Regions from separate parts of the Mus musculus genome. Here regions 1, 2 and 3 are each linked to region 4. Evidence: chromatin contacts called from public Micro-C and promoter capture Hi-C data. All regions are on one chromosome and are shown on one strand. Each heading gives the region's core, a stretch centred on a gene start, on an enhancer-like site or on the middle of the called end of the contact. The rest is flanking DNA. Distances are from core to core; before and after follow the strand shown. Region 1 holds the start of Dancr (differentiation antagonizing non-protein coding RNA). Region 2 has its middle 33 kb from the start of Snora26. Region 3 holds the start of Tmem165 (transmembrane protein 165). Region 4 holds the start of Pdgfra (platelet derived growth factor receptor, alpha polypeptide).

Region 1 (2,700 bases), core at 64-2,563, 1.1 Mb before region 4:
GTTATCTAAAAAGTCAAAGCAAGTTGACAAAGCAGGTCATCATTTTTTTTATCTAGACTAAAAGTGGCTGTAAAGAAACACAGGCGAGCATGATGAATAGACTTAGAGTCCTTATTCAAACGAACTCATTGTAAAGTAACATTGTATCAGAATAGTCTTGCTGTGAACTTGGAGCGGCTGTTTATTCTAGCAATCACATTGGCATTGTCCTCAGGCAAGATGGCCTCTTTTCTTTTGAAATAAATACTGAAATATTAAGAGGTGAAACAAACCAAGCTTGAGATTTGCTTTAAAATACCCCCCCTCCCCCAACAGACCAAGACGATAGATGCGCCAGGTCTGGAATGAATGGCTGGCTTTTAGCCGAGAGAAGAACGCAGGCACGTGGCTCTTTGAACATTTTTAGTTTTAATATAAGTTTGGAAATTTAATTTCTTCAAATTAAAAAAATAATTTTATTATTATTATTATTATTATTATTATTATTTTAAAAACCTTGCCAATAAAATCATCTCAGACCGTGGAAATTCTCATTAAAATAAGTTAAGCACATATCCAGGCCTGGTGGTGAAAATTTGTCGTCCCTTCTACTCAGGAAGCTGAGGCAGAAGGACGGAAAGTTCCAGTCTTGTCTGGGAAATTTAGTGAGACCTAGTTTCAAAGTAATAAAAGGGTTTGGGATCTGAGACGCCAGGCTCTACTTTTAACCCAGGACCACTAAAAACAAGACAAAGGTATAGCCTAGGTGGAGAGTGGCATGCATGCCAGCAATCCTAGCACGTAGCACTGAGGATAACAAGTTTGATGAATACCCTGAACTAGCTACACAGTAAGTTAGAAAGCAGTGTGGGCACCTAAGAGAGACTCTGACTCAAAATTAATGGTACGGGCTGAGGAGGTAGCTCTGTGGTAGAGCTCTGTTGAGAACTAACTGCCTCACATCTCCAGCAACATTTCTCCTTGATATTACTCTCCAGGAACACAGAAAAAGGCAGCTCCTCTCAGGGTTAAGGAGGGGCCCTGGGAGTGAACTAGCTGAACAAGAAGGGATCTAAGTCGGAACACACCTAGCACCGGCATAGCTTCAGGAAAGGAAGGTTTCCACTGAGCACAGCCTCAACGCTTCCAACACCGCAGTGGGTGGAGAACCTGCTGCTGGAAGTCAACGGCCCCACCCTACCGGGTCCGAAACGTCCCGACGATTGGCTTCCCATACCAGCCACGCCTACAATCCTTCTGACGATTGGCTGCTCTCCTTTTCCTGTTCTGCCCCCTCCAAGCGGCCCTCTGATTGGTTGCAGGTCTCGGGGGGGGGGGGCAGCTCCGCCCCTCTCCCGGATGGCTGTATTAACGCAGCGCGCAGCGGCTCGGTCTTTCGGTCCCGGCCTTGGTGGTGAGTGTCCTCGTGGGAGGGTGTCAGGATGTCCCCGTGTCCCCTCGAGCTTTGCCCGCCCCGAGCTCAGCTGCTCCCGGCGGCCAGAACGGAGGGGTAGAGCAGTTCTCAGCGGCCCGCGGGGCGGGCGGCAGTGTCCAGCCCGGGGCTGCGCGAGACACAAAGTCCTCTGTGCCGTCCGACCCGGGCACCCTGACCACCGCCCTTTCCCTCTGCAGGCCGATCCACCCGAGCCGGTCCCCACTGCCCAGCCGTGCTGCTGCCTCGGACACAAGCGCAGGTACGTCCCGGCATTGATCGGAGGCAGGCCCTGGCCACGTGGCCGAGAAGACGGAGGTTCCAGGCCTGTCTTTGTTGAGCTGCGCCGGGCCTCCCCAGTCGCCCTTTCCTGTGCCCTTTTAAGGTTGTCGCAGTACTTTAAGAGGCTAACACAGAAGGGTAAAGGAACTCTCCATAAAACCCAGAGAGGAAAACTACACCTCCTCTTTGGATCCTGTCTGGAGTCACAAATGAACCAAAAGCTTCATTTAAAACTTGAATGTGCGCATTTTAGGTTCTGGCGATTGCTAGGTAGTGATATAGGATTTTAAAGAAAAGAAAACGTAGCCTACCTGGTTTAATTTGGTTGGAGGAGAAAGTTCAGAAGACAAGAATACATTTGCTTTTCTAGAAGTGAGATTTTAGGTCAGCTGGAAAGGATATAGTTGAGTATGTTCCACTTATGTGAAACATTTTTATTCTTTCATAGGTTGAAAACTACAAGAAACCCGTGACTGAATGGCTCCAAGGTGAAGTACTCTTGCATGTAGTGACCAGGTTTGCCTGTATTCCACTTTAGGATTAGTATCGAAGCTGAAATAGGTGAAGTGAGGGCCATGTGAGTTTCCTTGAATGGCCTTGTAACTGATTACCCTGAAGGTAGTTTGCTAAAGATTTTAATCAATGTACTAGGATCCTGCCCCACCCCTTCTTCATGTCCCACTGCCCTAGAATCAGATCTGCATGGCTATGACATGCTCGCCGTTTTAAAGATGCAAAGATTTCATGCTAGATCATTAGAATGTATCTGGACTTCGTTAGGACAAGTTCTTTGCTAGTAACCAGTCACGTGCTAGCAATTGAGGTGTGTTAACCTGTATATTGTTGCCTATGAGTAATTTTCCATAATCTTTAATAAAGGCTTCCTGTGTCAATTCTATGGCTTGTTCACTTGTTCTTATTACTGGGGAGGGGGGGGGGGGTCAGAACCACTTGGAGCAATTTGTCCTAACACCATGTGCGTGCGTCCCTAGGATCAAACTCAGGCT
Region 2 (2,700 bases), core at 109-2,608, 1.0 Mb before region 4:
GACTCTTTCAGCTGCTTGTTGTATCTTCTGGAGTGAGGCCATGAAAGGTCCCTTTTTGTAAGTGCTCCATAGCTTCAGTAATAGTGTCAGGCCTTGGGACAGCCCCTTCAGCTTCAGTGTTTTAAAAGTGGTCAATACATCAGAAAGGCTTCCACAGCTGTTGCTGAAAGAGCTAAGATCGGGAATCTATTGGCTCTAAGTTCGTACACTGTTTTGTCCTTGGAGAAAGGATGAACAACTTGTCTTGAGGCACTCAGGGGGTATGAATTCCCTGAGCTATTTTGCACCCTAATGAAGAGCTAAGCACACCCACTGCCTCAGTCAGCCAGTGCCATCGGTAGTCAACGATTACAGAGTACAAAAGGTATTTTTTATACGGTTCCGGTGGTTGGGCAGGGTAAGTGTGAATTCATCACTTGTGCTAGAACTTCGAAAAAAAATATCACAAAGGTGCTTACACTGAATGGAAGTTTATTCTGGTTCAGCTGTGACTTCTAAAGACTTTTGTAATGGTTTTTTTAATGGATTTCTGTGTCAGCCTTAAAATGCATAGGAGGTGGGTTGTTTGTTTGTTTTTTCGAGACAGGGTTTCTCTGTGTAGCCCTGGCTGTCCTGGAACTCACTTTGTAGACCAAGCTGGCCTCGAACTCAGAAATCCACCTGCCTCTGCCTCCTGAGTGCTGGGATTAAAGGCGTGCACCACCACACTCGGCATGTTTTTCTTTTTCTTTTTTTTTTTTTTTTTTCGGTTGTTTGGTTTTGTCTTTGTGAACAGGTTTTCTCTGTGCAGCCGTGGTTGTCCTGGAACTTGCGGTGTAGACCAGGCTGGCCTTGAACTCTCCGAGGTTCAAAAGCCTCTTGCCTCCTGAGTGCTGGGATTAAAGGAGTGTGCGTGCCAAGTGCCACCACTGACCTGTTGGGGGTGTTTTTCTTTGGTTTCTTTTAAAGCAAATGTCAGCTCCAGCCGCTGTAGCAGCTGTGCTCAGGAATCCTCCAGATGCATTGTTGTCCACTCATGCTCCTGGCTTGGGCCATTCCATTCGCTCCAGGCCAGGAATATACCTGCTCCTTGGAGCCGGCTGTGATATTGAGAATCAACTTGGGAAATCCGCCCTGCGGTGGCCAAGCACAGCCGTCAGCGTGCTGAAGATGCCCTGATCCTTAGTTCTGACCGCAAAGTTCTGCTCCGGGCAAGCAAAGCTCGAGGGGACACGCGGCCGTCCTGATGTCCAAACTACGGGGTACTCCTTGCCAAGCCCAGGACCTAAACCCCAGGCCACAAGCTACACGGTGACCCAAAGCCTGGCAGGGCGGGCCATAGAAAGGCAACCAATAAAGGTGGAGCGCCACGAGCAGCCAGCCAATCCCAGAGAAGATTCGGGGCGGGGCCTACATATGCTATAGTCCCTGGCCTGACTATTGGCTGACAGGGTTGTTCAGGCCGTCTGGCCCCTTCCAGCTCTGGATCTGGAGGAAGAAGCCTGGGAGCTTCTGGAGTGCCCTTCTCTGGGCGCCAGGTCACCAAACCGAACCCAAAAGGCTCTCCCTACGCCTTGGTGCTGAGGATCTGGCGCTCACCGTGGGTCTTCTCGATTGCTCTGTACTTGTACGTCTCGGGACAGCTTTGAGTCCTGGCTTCCTTGCTTTCAGAGCTACCGTTTCTTTGTCCACAAAACTCCGGGCTCCACCCCCAACATCACATAAACTAGTGGTAGTGGTGCAAGCCTGTAACCCCAGCATTCAGTGGGCAGTGGCAGGGAGATCCTGGTTTAAAAGTTATCTTTGACTACATAGTTAGTTGAGACCAGCCAGCGATGCATTAAGTCCTGCCACAGAAAGATGAGTGTAAGCCTAGTTTTGATGGCTAAACCATCTATCTCTCCAGCCCCTCCCTCTCAACAGAGTTACCAAAGAAGACATCCAATGTCAACAACCTCTGGCTTCTATACACACATGCGCACACATCTGTGAACATGTGTACACACCACACACACAAGCTCTCTACCCTCTAAGCCCCCGCCCCGAAAAGGAGTAAAGCCAGAGATGAGAGGCATGTGATCATGAAATGAAGGAGAGATATGTCCCTTCTGTAGAAGTGACAGCATTGTGTCGTGATGTCGCTCCACGATTCGATCAGAGATAGTGTGTAAGCACTGTAAATCAGCCTGGGGGTAAACAGTGAAAACAGTGAACAGGGAAGACAGTAACAAGTTCAGCACATTGACCCTGGAGTGTGGGACCGCTGGCTTAGTGGACAGACATGAATATAAGAACCTTTTTAGGGATGTAAACCTATCACTCAACAAGAGATATTATGGGGCAATAGAGAGCTAGCTCAGTGGTTAAGAGCACTGATTGCTCACCTGGGCTCATCTCCCAGCATCCACTGGGCTGCTCACAACCATCAATAACTCTAGTTCTAAGATCTAATGTCCTCTACTGACCTCTTCTGGCATCAGGCACTCACAGAGTGTACAGACAGACATACATGGGGGCAAAACACTCACTCAGAAAAGGTAAATATTTGTTAAGAGGTATCATGGCGAAGGTCGGTGACACGGTGACACCCCCTGAGACTGACGAAGGGACGACAAAGTGGAGAACTGAAGATCAGTTTCTGAGGCAAAGGGGAAGAGCCTGGGAATCTCTCATCCGTAGAGGGAAGACCGGCACAGAGCGTGTTCCAGGAAGGAGTTCCTG
Region 3 (2,700 bases), core at 33-2,532, 1.0 Mb after region 4:
AATCAGCATCTCAGTCTCCTGCAGCTGTAGCCCTTGAGCCATTTGCTTTTTCTTTGCTTTATGTGGGGTAACTAGAATTTAGCCAGGAGGCCTTTCTCTGAGATGATCATAGACTAGAGAACGCCAGGAAAAAAAATAATAAACCTGGTCCCTAGCAGAACTCAAGGATCCGTGACACCTAACTCTTCTGCCTCCATCTACTGGGCTGCTTCTTTTATTCTCTCCACTTGACACTCCTATCTCCTCTGCAGGCCCTTTTGAGCAAGGCAAATCTTTGCAGAAAAAGGAGGTGGCTGAAGGAGTCTAGACTTCTGATCCCTGTCATGTTGTATTCTGAGGGCTCAGGACATTTACACTCCAGGAATGAACTTGGAGGTACAACAACTGCACCCCAAACTATGTGTAGGAAGCATCTTGGTTATCTCACAATACTGGGAGCATAAATAAGCTATAGCTTGAAGGGTTCTGTAAGGAGCAATGCTGAGTAGGCTAAGGAGAGGTTGCAAGAATGGCTTGTGAAACAGGAGTAGGATTTAGATTAGTGCCTGGCACATGGTTAGCAATTTGTGGTGTGTGTGTGTGTGTGTGTGTGTGTGTGTGCGCGCGCGCGTACGGTATCTCAGCTTTTCTTTAGAAAAAAAAAAAAAAATCCAGCCCTAGTCTAACGCCTAACTAACCATTCTTTCCTGTCTTCTACTTTTGCCTACTCAAGGCCTCCATCCCACAGAAACCCTAACCACTCAACTCCAAACCTTTTCAGGATATCCTATTTCAGGATAAGGCATCCTGAGCCAGGGCAGTGATGACTTTTGGTCTGCGGCTATTCAACAATGTTTTAAAATCAAGCTTGGACGTTCTCATCTTTTACTTCCGAATCTTACTTCAGAACCTTCAAAAAACCCCAGCATATGGACCCCCAAAGAACATTCTGTGTAGGCGGTCCAGGGACGTGGTGAGGGTGGGTGGATCGTAACTTAAAGGTGTGGCAGTTCCTGCCACGTAGGTAGCGGGGCTGGGACTCACTTGACATTTAATAGAAGTGGAGGTGGCGGCGGCTTAGGCCTTAAAGACCTAAGGCTCTTGAGGAAGTACTGGTAGGAGCCTGGCAGCCTGACCTCTCCAGGGCCAATAAGGGGGTCTCTGGTGGGACCCGAGAGGACGCAGGGAGAGTCCATCAAGCAGCTCCAGCTACCTGGCCCGGCGCGCCGGGTCCAATAGGACCAGTGAGCGAGCCGCACCTCAACCTGCCGGAAACGTCACGACGCCGGGCTGACGTCGGGCCAATGGGAGGTCGTGTTGGCCAGGGGGCGGGCCGGAGGAGTTGGGCCGCGGAGGCAGTTGGAGGAGTGTGTGGCTTCTGCTGCCCAGCTGCTCCGGAGCTCCCGCCGCCGGTCCGTCCCGGTCCGGTCCCCGCGTCCCGCGTGCTGCAGGGCTGCCCCCTGAGCGGCAGCCAGGCCTGACGGAGGCGCCTGCCGGCACGCCGGGCTCGACGCTTCCCTTCGCCTGCACTTCTTCCTGCCGCAGCGCGGTGCCGGCTGGGCGGGCGGGATGGCGGCCGCGGCCCGGGGGAGCGGCCGGGCGCCGACGCGAAGGCTGCTCGTGCTCTTGCTGCTTCAGTTGCTCTGGGCCCCGGCCGGGGTCCGCGCCGGCCCGGAGGAAGACCTGAGCCATCGGAACCAGGAGCCGCCGGCGCCCGCCCAGCAGCTGCAGCCGCAGCCCGCGGCGGTGCAGGGCCTCGAGCCGGCCCGGGCCGAGGTGAGAGCCCGGGCTGGTGGGGATGGGGCGGGCTGAGGCCGCGGAGCCCGCAGTCGGGTACCAGGCTCCCGCGCTGGCGGCGCCGCCCTCTTTCCGAAGAGGCTGGGGGAGGGGAGCCGGCCCCTGCTCCGCTCGCTGGGAGGAGGGTGACAAGACGGCTTTCTTAGGCGCGGCCTGGCCTGGCCTGGCTGCTTGGGGGAAGGGAAAGTGAGGGCCCCAACCGGGGCTCCCCAGAGGTCCTCTAGATCCCTGGTACCGACAGGCTTGCTCTGGATTCTGCCTTCTGCTGATCACATGGGCCATACTGAAAAGACTGGAAATCATCATCCCAAGTAGAAAGTTTTTAGTACAGAGCCGCTGGGAGACTTGTCTCTCTCGAAGTAGCATCACATTGTTGGAAGTATCAGCCATTGTTGAAGCAACCCAACCAGAGATGCTCACCCGAATTCAGCTCGGCACACCCTGTGGTTCTTGCCAGATACAGTGTCTAGAGATTATGCGTTGCCACCCTCCCTTAAAAAAAAAAAAAAAACAAAAAAACGTGTTTTGGCATGAAGGAAGTTGCCCTTGAATGCAGAGACTTGTGCCCAAAGGTAGAGCGCTCTATAGTGAGGGATTCCAAAACTCCATTTATAGGTAAACTAGAGCCTCATAAGTTTCTTTAACCATTACCAGATAGATAGAAATTAACCTTTTAATCTATGTTCGTAGAATTTCTCCTTTCTATGTTACTTTCCTCTGAGTTGGACTCTCTATTTCCAATTTTGACTCCTACATTCTGGAGTTTTTTTAGTCTCTTAGTAGGGTCCATTTTGGCATTCCCTTTCCTACTTCTGTCTTTATCTGCCCTCCAAGAGAATGGCTGTCCTGACTTGAGTACAGATCAGGGTGACCGCAGGATAGATATTCATTTTCCCATCACCATGCCGTTCCAGCTAAACCCCA
Region 4 (2,700 bases), core at 100-2,599:
GGCTCTCAGCCCAGCTCCAGGCATCCTCTTCCCGAGCCTGATATCCCCACGGTCGGTCCTGTCCCATTTAGGGACAGCACTCGGCATTTCGGGGAAACCTCTGTGATTTACGCCAGAGCCTCAGGTCCACTATAGTGGTGAAATAACCGATGGTTATTCGACGTTTTGTTATCAACCTGGTCACCTTGTCCATTTTAATTTTGATGTGTGAGATGGAGGTGGTGGTGGTGGTGGTGGTGGTGGTGGTGGTGGTGGTGGTGGTGGTGGAGATAGAGGACTTCTCACACCCCCCCCCCCACACACACACACCAAAAGCATTCAAAAATAGAGCGCAAGTCGAAGGCCCTCCCTTCCCCCACCCGCTCCGGGAAGTCCCGCTTCGCCCAGGTTTGGTTCCTGGAGTGTCAGCGCCCCCTTTCCCTCGCCAGCAGGATCGCCGTGTCCCAACTGTCTCTCGCTGGGTGTCTTGGGTTCCCTGGTTTGTGGCTCAAACGTCCTGAAAGCTTTCCTAGGGTACGTCGCGTGCGACCCACTCGGAAGGGTGGAATTTAGGAGGATAAAAATCCTTCTGCCATCAAGATGCAGAGGGCAGGCATTTGGTAGTCACGCCTAGCCTGAGCGTTTTCATATGAAGATAGAAGAAGCGAGGACCAGATAACCCCCGAAAACAAAGGCAGGACCAGATAAGTGGCTCCGAAGGGATAAAGGTCGTTCTTTCCTTCTTCCGGAGAACATCCCAAAGGTACGCCGAGCAACCGTTATTTGCACACCGCCTCACAATCCAGCCTTTCAAAAACCCATCATCTTCCTATTAGACTCCACAGTTTCCTAATCCCATTAAAGGATTAGCAACTACACGGCACTTTCCCTTAAGACCCCCAGTTCAAAACGACGCAGCCGCGTTAGAATTTCTCCCCAGGGCCATATTTCTAGCGAGGCCCAGACTGTCTATAGAAAGGATAATTTGAATTCTAGATTTATATTCGTTTTAGAAATGAGCAGCAATTTTACGTGTATTTTCTTTTCGAAGAGAATACAAAACAATAGCACCCCCACCCCCAAATTGGGAAGTCAACTCATTTTGGAAATGATGGCTGTTTGTAGTTTCCTGAAACCTCTTTCCCGGCAGAACGTCAACACCTCCCCCTTCGGCCCCCCACCCCACCCCATCTGGTTTGCTCCCCCCTCCTCGTTGTTGTTGAAGTCTGGGGGTTGGGACTGGCCCCCCTGATTGCATAAGAGCAAAAAGCAAAGAAGAGGTCTTGAGCCTGAGAGAGTCAGAGAGCAAGGAGTCCTAGGGAAACTTTTATTTTGAAGAGACCAAGGGGGGGGGGGACTTCATTTCCTGACAGCTATTTACTTTAAGCAAATGATTAGTTTTTGGAGGACGGACTATAACATTGAATCAATTACAAAATGCGGGTTTTGAGCCCATTACTGTTGGAGCTTGAGGGAGAGAAACAAACGGAGGAGCTGCGGGGAAGGACTGGAAGCTTGGGGCTTACTTTTCACTCCGGGTATCGGATTTTCTTTGCAAATTGACATAGAAGGAGAAGGTAAGGGAGAGGAAAAAGTGACTTTTGTTTCTCAAGAAGGTCCCTGATCATAACTTGGGGCTGCAAGAAGCTAAGTAACTTCAAATTTTGGGCAACGAGGAAAACAAAAACAAAACAGCTGAGTTCAGTGGTGTGTCCAGAAAGTAACTTATTCTGAATAAACTTCACTGGAATGGGGGGTGTGGGGGGGTAACCATTAGAGAGTCAAAGATAAAAAAAAAAAAAGAAAAAGAAAAAGAAAATGAAAAAAAATCCAGACCTATTTTTAAAAGCAATGTTTTTTTTTTTTTCCCTACACAATCCTATAGCCTTCCAAAGAAATTGTTAGGCTTACATTTTTGAGGTTTTCCTCCAGGGTGGGGGTGGCGTTCGTGCTTACTGGGACGAACACCAAGTAACATTGGGGGGGTGGAAGCCGCGGCGCTTGGCCTCTTGGCAGTGGGTCACGGAAGAGGACAGGTTTTTAATGAGTATTTTCATTCGTCGCCCGCGGTTTGGCGGGACTACGCTGTAGCGGGTGGTGCGGCGCGAAGCTTGGGGAGGGGGCGCACCAGGAGAAGTGTGTGTGTGGAGGGGAAAGGGGCGCCGAGTGGGGCGCGGGAAAGCGCTAAGAAAAAAGGGAGGTGTGAAGGGCTCGGCTGGAGGAGGTCGGACCTCGGATGCCGGCCGGGCACACTCGGCGCCAGTCGAGCCCTCGTAATTACTGGACGGCGCTGCTGTTGGAAACATCTGGGGCCAGACTTGAGCGCGGCGGTGGCGGCTGCAGCACCGTGAGAGGGGCGCGCGGGCGAGGGGCGCAGCTCCAAGGGTTCCGGAGAGATTGGAGCGAATTACTTGGGTGCTAGAAGCCTCGGGCGGAATCCGCAGTGCGCTGGGATCGTGCGCCTCTCACTCCAGCGACGGAGGCAGCGGCGGCAGCGGCGGCGCGGACGAGCGATCTGGAATAATGACAAACACATTTGGCCTCGAGTGAAGAAGTCGTCCTGGCCTCGCATTCCAGCAACTGGGATTTGAGGAATTTCAAACTGCACTCCGAGGGGCCCTCATTGTGCTCCGTAGTCCCCACCCCCACTCGGCTCACTTGCGTCTCCAGTGGAGTCTTTTCTGCACGGCCGGGGGTTGGGGGGGCCTGGCTCTTGCTTAG

The links. Promoter capture Hi-C pulls out the DNA fragments that hold promoters and counts their contacts. A called contact is a pair of places that touch in the nucleus more often than the background predicts.
Region 1: a contact with region 4 is called in a promoter capture Hi-C map of embryonic stem cells, with 4 times the contacts expected there. The contact joins the promoter of Dancr here to the promoter of Pdgfra in region 4. A contact is called at or near these places in 16 of 39 promoter capture datasets (the 3T3-L1 cell line, 3T3-L1-derived adipocytes, the C10 cell line and 9 more), 6 of 484 Hi-C or Micro-C datasets (B cells, embryonic fibroblasts, muscle stem cells and 1 more), 8 of 115 datasets of contacts at active chromatin or transcription factors (astrocytes, cardiomyocytes, embryonic forebrain and 5 more) and 1 of 9 other capture datasets (embryonic stem cells).
Region 2: a promoter capture Hi-C map of embryonic stem cells shows a contact between it and region 4, with 3 times the contacts expected there. The contact joins the enhancer-like site here to the promoter of Pdgfra in region 4. A contact is called at or near these places in 10 of 39 promoter capture datasets (the C10 cell line, the SN4741 cell line, embryonic stem cells and 6 more), 5 of 115 datasets of contacts at active chromatin or transcription factors (the NIH/3T3 cell line, craniofacial prominence, embryonic stem cells and 2 more) and 2 of 9 other capture datasets (embryonic stem cells and liver).
Region 3: a contact with region 4 is called in a Micro-C map of embryonic stem cells, with 5 times the contacts expected there. The contact joins the promoter of Tmem165 here to the promoter of Pdgfra in region 4. A contact is called at or near these places in 1 of 39 promoter capture datasets (liver), 1 of 484 Hi-C or Micro-C datasets (embryonic stem cells) and 1 of 115 datasets of contacts at active chromatin or transcription factors (embryonic stem cells).

What each region holds. Positions count from the first base shown.
Region 1 is chr5:74,091,747-74,094,446 of GRCm38.p6, forward strand. Dancr (differentiation antagonizing non-protein coding RNA) reads left to right here and starts at 1,314. Exons shown (of 1, transcript NR_145133.1): 1 at 1,314-2,591. It overlaps Snora26 (small nucleolar RNA, H/ACA box 26), which reads left to right and starts at 1,784; the gene lies at 1,784-1,904.
Region 2 is chr5:74,125,298-74,127,997 of GRCm38.p6, forward strand. No RefSeq gene overlaps it. Among named protein-coding and RNA genes, the nearest start is that of Snora26, 33 kb to the left of the region's middle. Within about 2 kb of position 1,359, at least 227 of the 459 cell types and tissues checked have an H3K27ac peak or open chromatin away from gene starts, as enhancers often do. A contact at or near this core is called in craniofacial prominence, embryonic stem cells, forebrain and 1 more, where this site is marked.
Region 3 is chr5:76,182,598-76,185,297 of GRCm38.p6, forward strand. Tmem165 (transmembrane protein 165) reads left to right here and starts at 1,283. Exons shown (of 6, transcript NM_011626.2): 1 at 1,283-1,755. The coding sequence starts at 1,549.
Region 4 is chr5:75,150,902-75,153,601 of GRCm38.p6, forward strand. Pdgfra (platelet derived growth factor receptor, alpha polypeptide) reads left to right here and starts at 1,350. Exons shown (of 23, transcript NM_011058.3): 1 at 1,350-1,556.